Linked DNA regions of Mus musculus: region 1 is linked to region 2. A link is a contact called in public promoter capture Hi-C data. All regions are on one chromosome and are shown on one strand. Each heading gives the region's core, a stretch centred on a gene start, on an enhancer-like site or on the middle of the called end of the contact. The rest is flanking DNA. Distances are from core to core; before and after follow the strand shown. Region 1 holds the start of Slc24a5 (solute carrier family 24, member 5). Region 2 has its middle 380 kb from the start of Gm34430.

The links. Promoter capture Hi-C pulls out the DNA fragments that hold promoters and counts their contacts.
Region 1: a contact with region 2 is called in a promoter capture Hi-C map of hippocampal neurons, with 8 times the contacts expected there. The contact joins the promoter of Slc24a5 here to the enhancer-like site in region 2. A contact is called at or near these places in 7 of 39 promoter capture datasets (the 3T3-L1 cell line, embryonic stem cells, hippocampal neurons and 3 more), 1 of 115 datasets of contacts at active chromatin or transcription factors (bone marrow-derived dendritic cells) and 2 of 9 other capture datasets (adipose tissue and liver).

Annotation. Positions count from the first base shown.
Region 1 is chr2:125,066,363-125,069,806 of GRCm38.p6, forward strand. Slc24a5 (solute carrier family 24, member 5) reads left to right here and starts at 1,765. Exons shown (of 9, transcript NM_175034.3): 1 at 1,765-1,939; 2 at 2,410-2,589. The coding sequence starts at 1,819.
Region 2 is chr2:123,310,997-123,314,316 of GRCm38.p6, forward strand. No RefSeq gene overlaps it. Among named protein-coding and RNA genes, the nearest start is that of Gm34430, 380 kb to the left of the region's middle. Within about 2 kb of position 1,410, at least 14 of the 459 cell types and tissues checked have an H3K27ac peak or open chromatin away from gene starts, as enhancers often do. A contact at or near this core is called in hippocampal neurons, where this site is marked.

The DNA of each region.
Region 1 (3,444 bases), core at 515-3,014, 1.8 Mb after region 2:
GATCTCGTTACGGATGGTTGTGAGCCACCATGTGGTTGCTGGGATTTGAACTCCAGACCTTCGGAAGAGCGGTCGGGTGCTCTTACCCACTGAGCCATCTCACCAGCCCTTCTGGGACTGTTTCTAAGAGTCACTGCTCTTTAATCAACCAACTAGTGTTCCCTGTGGGCCCACTATGTGCTGCAGATTTCTGCTCTGTGTCAAACATGGGCTTGTATCTATTGGTATTTGCTTCCTTATTTAGCTTGTTTGACTTGTGTTGAACATTCTGTGTTTGCTTCTGCTGTTGCTGACACTTCAATTGTGAGCGATGCTTTTGTTCTGTAAACTGGTTTATATATTGGGTTTTGAGGGGGAGATCACAAAGCAGTCAGCACCCAGTGGCCCACTCCCCTGGAGCTGGTTCTGAGAGTTCAAGGAGGGCTCTGCTCCACTTGCTGAGAACAGACTCCTATAGCTTCTATGCCCGTGCCTCAGTGACCAGGCATCCCAGTCTCGGCTCCACAGGGCACATCCGGAAAGCTGAGTGTCAGAGAGGTTTCCACCAGGAAGGTGCTGGGTGGTTTTTAAACAGCGCAAGCTCATGAACAGCCAGGAGCAGCTCACTCTTTTACACCAGATGCAACAAGCTCTACATCAAAGGCTTGGCACCTTGATTTTTAATTTATCAGTTAATTCATTGTTTGATATTGCATATGTGCATATAATACATTCCTGTCACACCAATTTTATGTACAAAGCAAAGGAATCATAACAGTTGCAAAGCTACAGAATTTCTTCATGGCAGTTTTTAATCTCAGTCCAAGAAATAAGTAATGCCAGACAGGTGACAGAATAACAGAACAATGGCCCCACGGAAGAGACTGTCCTACAAAGGTTACATTTGCCATATAGTACGCACCAAACCAAAAGAGAGGTGATCTCTGCCTTATAGATAGTGGAAGGAAGGAACAGAGAGGTTAAGTACTTGCCTAAGGTCACACAGCTAAGAAACATTGCTTGAACTCAACCACCCTTGTGGTCTCCCCCAGACCCTGTGCCATCAGCCACAGGTTGCTCCACGGCTACAGGTTTTCAGGATCTTGGCAAACTACAGAATGCATTTGAATGCTGTCTGCCTTGTCCAATTAGCATTTTATACAGCTCCTTCTGGCAAAAAGCACAGCTGATCTATGATCAAACAGCATCCAGTCTGTCTCCTGAATAGTTCGTGGCGCTGTGGGCGGCTCTCAATCCCCATAGCTGCCACCTTCACTCACGCGGCCCTCATTTCCCAGTTCAACTGTTACAGTCACCTCCTAATTGACCTTTCTGTCTCTGGCTCTAACTGTAGATGAACATCCAAATAAAATTACAAAGCGTGCCCTGGTAGGCAGAGTATATATACACCTGCCCAAATAATTCCTAGAAACAACGGCTATTGGGAAGGGGGTGGAGGGCGGGGGGGGGGGGGGGGGGACAGCATCAAGCAAACCCAGGTCCTCTCAAATCTAGAGGAAGTCAAAGGCAGAGTCTGTGTGAAGATATTAAAGAGATCCGGCATGAGCAGAATTGCAGACTGCCTGGGCCTGCCATCAGAGTCCCGCATGGAAACAGCTGTAGTCGGTGTTTATCTGCACCCCTCCCTAACTCTTCCAACTTCCCTAGGACTTGGATCTCCTGATCAGAGAAGCCAGGCTGTCTCCCTTGCTGGCCTCCTAAGCTGCGACACCCCCCTCCCCCCGCAGGCACTGGGGAGGAAGGAGACTGCTCACATGATTCAGCATAAGTCTCCCTTGCTCCCTTCCTGAACCACACACTGCAAAGAGCACGCTGGAAATGCGGACAAAATGGGGCCCAACTTGGACAAGGAGGGTCCTGCTGCTGGGGATCTTTTGGGTCTCTGCATACCTGCCTGTCCGTGGTGTCTCCCTGCCCCCGCGCCTCCCAAGGGCCACAGGTAGGTGGCAGTGGGCCCAGACACCCCAGTCCCACGTAGAGATGTGGGATGGAGAGGGGAATGGCCTTGCCCCCTCCCCATCCCCGACTCCTGCTGTATCTGCTCTGCTTCGGAGCCCTGCCGAGGATGGGAAGCGCTCTTGATCAGCCAATGCGTCCTCAAGAGCGTTCTGTAGTAGTTCAGAGACCAAGGGGTGGACAGGGCTGCTCTTCTTATTGTTGGAGACATGATCAGTGCATTCTTCCCATTTAGAAGCAGACACAGAGAGGCGCTGTAATAATGCCTCCCTCCAACTCTCTTCTATCAGCTTATTTCATGAAATAATCTCTTACAAAGGCTATCTAAGGCTTTGAATCATACTCGTATTTCCACCAACTTCCCCATATCCCTCCCAAATACCCCAGTTTAGGCTTTGTGGGCTTCAGACGTGTGACTCCCACATCTTGTGATCTTTTCCTTTTCCTCGGCAGGAAACAGCACGCAATGTGCTGTCTCTCCAGCATCGGAGTTTCCCGAAGGGTTCTTCACCAAGCAGGAGAGCACGGATGGAGGTATCGTAATCTACTTCCTCATTATCCTCTACATGTGCATGGCCATCTCCATCGTCTGCGACAAGTACTTCTTGCCCTCCCTGGAAATCATCAGTGACTGTAAGTTGCCGGGAAGGTCTCCTATGACCTTCCGGAAGAGCTGTTGTCACACAGATGTGTCCATCTCAGCTGGTGGCAGAGCACCCATGTCTGTCCTGGGGTTCTGTGGGGTCCATCCTGGGAGTCCAGGCAGAAGCACGTTTTTTTCAGTTGTTATTATACATGGCTAGCTTCCAGAAGGTTCCTTTTGTTCCAGCACCCCAGGGGCTGTTAAGGAACAGCACCCCCCCCCCCCGGTTTTTTGTACCACTGGGTGCCTGGTCCTCACTGTTTTCTATTTCAAACCCTTTTCACTTGGGCTCTGTGAGTGGGGCAGAAGGAGATGTGGCCAAGGACCTCCTTTCTCTCTACTCCTTGACTGGCATCCTGCAGTTAAGAGAACTGAAATTCATGAACCAATAAGTAAATAAATTCTAAACTCCAAGTAATGGGACCTCAGCTATCAGGTAATAACAACCCTGGGTGCAAAGTGTTAGTAGATTCTGAAGATAAGCTCAGATACGCAAAGCCTGTGGCGCTGTAGATTTCCCAGAACTCTGAATAGGAAGCATCGCTTTGTGGATGCTCTGGTTCCTAACACGAGGAAAAATGATAGCTGTTCATCCACACGGAGCTGCCGAAGTCTGCAGCCTCTCTCAAAGCTGATTAAACTGCTGAGTATCTTCATTTCACAGCTAAATCAAAAGGAAGGGCTGTGTCCTTTCACAAGACTACACAGGGCAGAACAGCAGCACCCTTAACTCCATCCCACACATACATATGCACACCTAAACACACACACACACATTCACATAATGCCCCCCCACAAACATACAGACATACACATACATGCACATATATACACACACATGCATG
Region 2 (3,320 bases), core at 160-2,659:
AACTGAAAGGATCCTGTGTGATACAAGAAGCAAGAAGCATAGAGGAGTCTGGTGTCAGAGGAGTAAGGGATGCTGGGCAAGAATCCTTGATGGGGCAGAATCAGAATCAGCTGAGCTTGAGCAGGACTTGAATTTTATTTCCAAGTATTGGACTGCTGCTACTTAGAGGAAATACCCTTGGCAAGTATTACTGAACCCCCACTGTGAATAAGCATGCAATGTATTATCCACTGCCTTTTCTGGGTTACACAGAAGTAGAAGAAAGATGAGAGGCAATCTAGGTTAGTGAGGTGGAGAATTTAACCCAATGTTTTGATGCAAAGACAATGATGCTATGATGAATGCAACCTACTGTACACAACTAAGGAACCAAGAGTTGGTGACAGGGCTTGGGCAGGAGAGTGCTACTGCTGAACAGATAAGATCAGAGTTGAGGACAGACATGAGTTTTCATGCAGTTTGGACATGGCAGATACAACATTAGCAGGACAAGCCAATTGGAGCACAAAGCTGGGTGGACAAGCCAGCTGAAGAATGCAGCTATGTAACGTGCATTCTTGCCTGTTTGTCTCACCCATCCAAACTTCCAACATCTATGTCTGCTCCACAGAAGTAGCTGACTGAGGAGAGGAGTATACAGCTTGCAGAGCATGACATTAAGAGAGACGCCTTCCCTGAGTGGACAGAGTGGAAGGGCATCACACAGACAGGGCTTTTTGTCCTCTGTGCACCAGTGTGAAGATTTAATGCTAAGCACAGAGGCAGTCTGAACAGTGTAGAATAGGGTTGCTTGAAGTCCACGAACTGCTCAGCAAACACTAGACACAAAGCAAGATCTCTTTTTGTTCTGGGTTTTTCTGGGGGATGGTTCGTGAAAACTGGTTAGCTTTTTTTTTTTTCTTAACAAATCTAATATGACCAGCCTTCTGTAATATGTGAGCTTCACATATTACATATTCACTTCATAGCATGCCTATGCCTTATGTACAGCCCAACAGAGGCACTCTTCATATTCGTTGGAATCACCAGGAATGCTGCTGAAATATAAGCCATTAGGACCACCCTAAGACATTTATATTCTTCTGAACTAGTGTGGAGCCCAGGGAACAAGATCTCTTGAAATCCTTCCGGCTAGGCTACAGGCACTGGTTAGCCAAATGGGCTTTTCTTTCATCTTTAAAACATGCCCCAGAGTTCCCCTCCTTTGTGCTTTTATGAATTTCAAGGTTAGAAGCAAAATTCTGTTATGGATGTTCGTCATCTGTATTTGAAAGAAAATAGTAAAAAACGTTGGTAGACGTCTAGTTGGCCGTGCTAGTTTGATCTGCAGGCTCCACAAAGGTGTTGCATCCCTGGAGTCCGTTAGGATCAGTCAAGGGCAGATATGAACGCTGTACTAACAGATACCATGAGAGGGCAGCAGAGAGCTGGCAAGATTTTCTCTACAGGGCAGGGAAATCTGGCTAGGCCGGATGGAGAATTCTTGGCAGATGCAGGAGGAGGAAATGTTTGAACCTTTATGGGGAGCAAAGGATGTAGTTATCTTTGCTCCATAAATATCTTAAATCGGAGTCATTACTCAATTGATAAACTGAGATCAGTGGAGGACTGAACACGGTGGGGTCAGTTTTAAACAGGAGCAATGGACTTATGCTCTGAGATATTGGCGAAAACCTCAAACAGCAAGCCAGTTTGTGAGATGAAGCTGGGTCTTATAACTACTCATGAGACCCATAACCTGAAGAGTCTTTTGCCTAGATTCAAACCCAAATCAAGAGAAAAAAAAATCTTTATCTAAAAGTTGAGCAAGTCTTTGCAACCTAAAAAAACACATGTGAACAGGGTATGGAAAGGAACAGATGAGAGCCAGGATTGCACCGGTGGCTGCTGACATCACTGACAAAGTCTCTATAAAGCTAGTGCCTTCCCCATCGGGAATAGCCATTAGAAGCTCGAGGCAGACACAGGGGTGGTATGTGGCTTGAGGCACACGGGACCTCCTTACTAGATAAACTCAGAACCAGAAATGTAAACTACAGAGATAGCACCACACCCAGAGAGACTATTTCAAGGTAAGCTGGCAAAAGTTTGAGAATTGCACACTGCTTTGTTGCTGGTAGTGTGGGCTTGGTGCTACCTTAGACTGACATTTCCAGATTGTTCCCTGACATCTTGCTGGTGTAGGTGCAGACCTGAGCCTCCACCTCACTTGGGAGCTTATTACAGTGTTGAATCCTTGGGTCCTGCCTCAGACCTACAGAATCAGAATTTGCATTTTAACAAGATCCCCAGGTGATTCATATGCATATTATGCATATTAAAATTTGAAAAGTCCTCTGCTAGAATCCAGTCTGGATAGGATCTGATGCCACTGATGTTATCGAAGATTAATAAGGACACTTTGGAACAGGGAGATAGACATGCTTCAGTAACATTAAGTAGGTATGTTACTAATGTGTATATTTGGGGTATTTTGTTGTTGCTATATCCTATTTTGTTTCTCATAGTTACATACAACATTGACAAACATCTTTTTTCAGAGACCCAGTAGTAGGGAAAGCTGTGTCCTATTTCAGTTTGAAGGAACATGTGGATCAAAATTGGCGTTATTCAAAAAGGATACATGATTTGTTGGAGGTTGTCACTTCTGTGTGCTGACTCCTATCTCCCAAAAGTAGCTTGGTTGCTTCTATTTCTTCTTCTTTTCTATTTAATTAAAAAAAATTTGCATACACTGTGTTCTGATAATGCTTTTCTCCTCCTGTAACTACTCTTCCCAGATCCTCCCTGTCTCCCCACCCATCCAACACCACATCCCCTTTCTCCCTTTCTCATAAAAAATAAAAATAAAAAAGAATGTCCTTCACAGACTCACCTGTTTGATGTTTGTATATTTGGTCCTTAGCTGACGATGCTGTTTCAGAAGGATGTAGAACCTTTAATTGGTGAAGTCTTGCTGGAAAAGGGGAAGCACTGGGTCAGGGTGGGTTTTGAGATCTTACAGCTCAGCACCATTTTCTGCTTGGTCTTTGCTTCCAGACCCTGAAAGCAGTGTGACCATCTGGCCTCCTGACCTGCTGCTAGGCATTCCCTACCACCATGACTATGCCTCCTTAAACTGAAGCTGAAGTAAGCTTTCCCACCTTATGAAGTTTTTTTTTTTCCACAATGACGAGGAGCATAATTAATATGCTAGCTGAATGCCATGTACTTTTAGAGGCCATTAGTACATTGATCACAAGACAGTATATGCTTGTATTCGTTTCTTGTCAATGTTTAAAGATAATGCACCAATTCAGAAGCTTAGAAGAGCACAACTT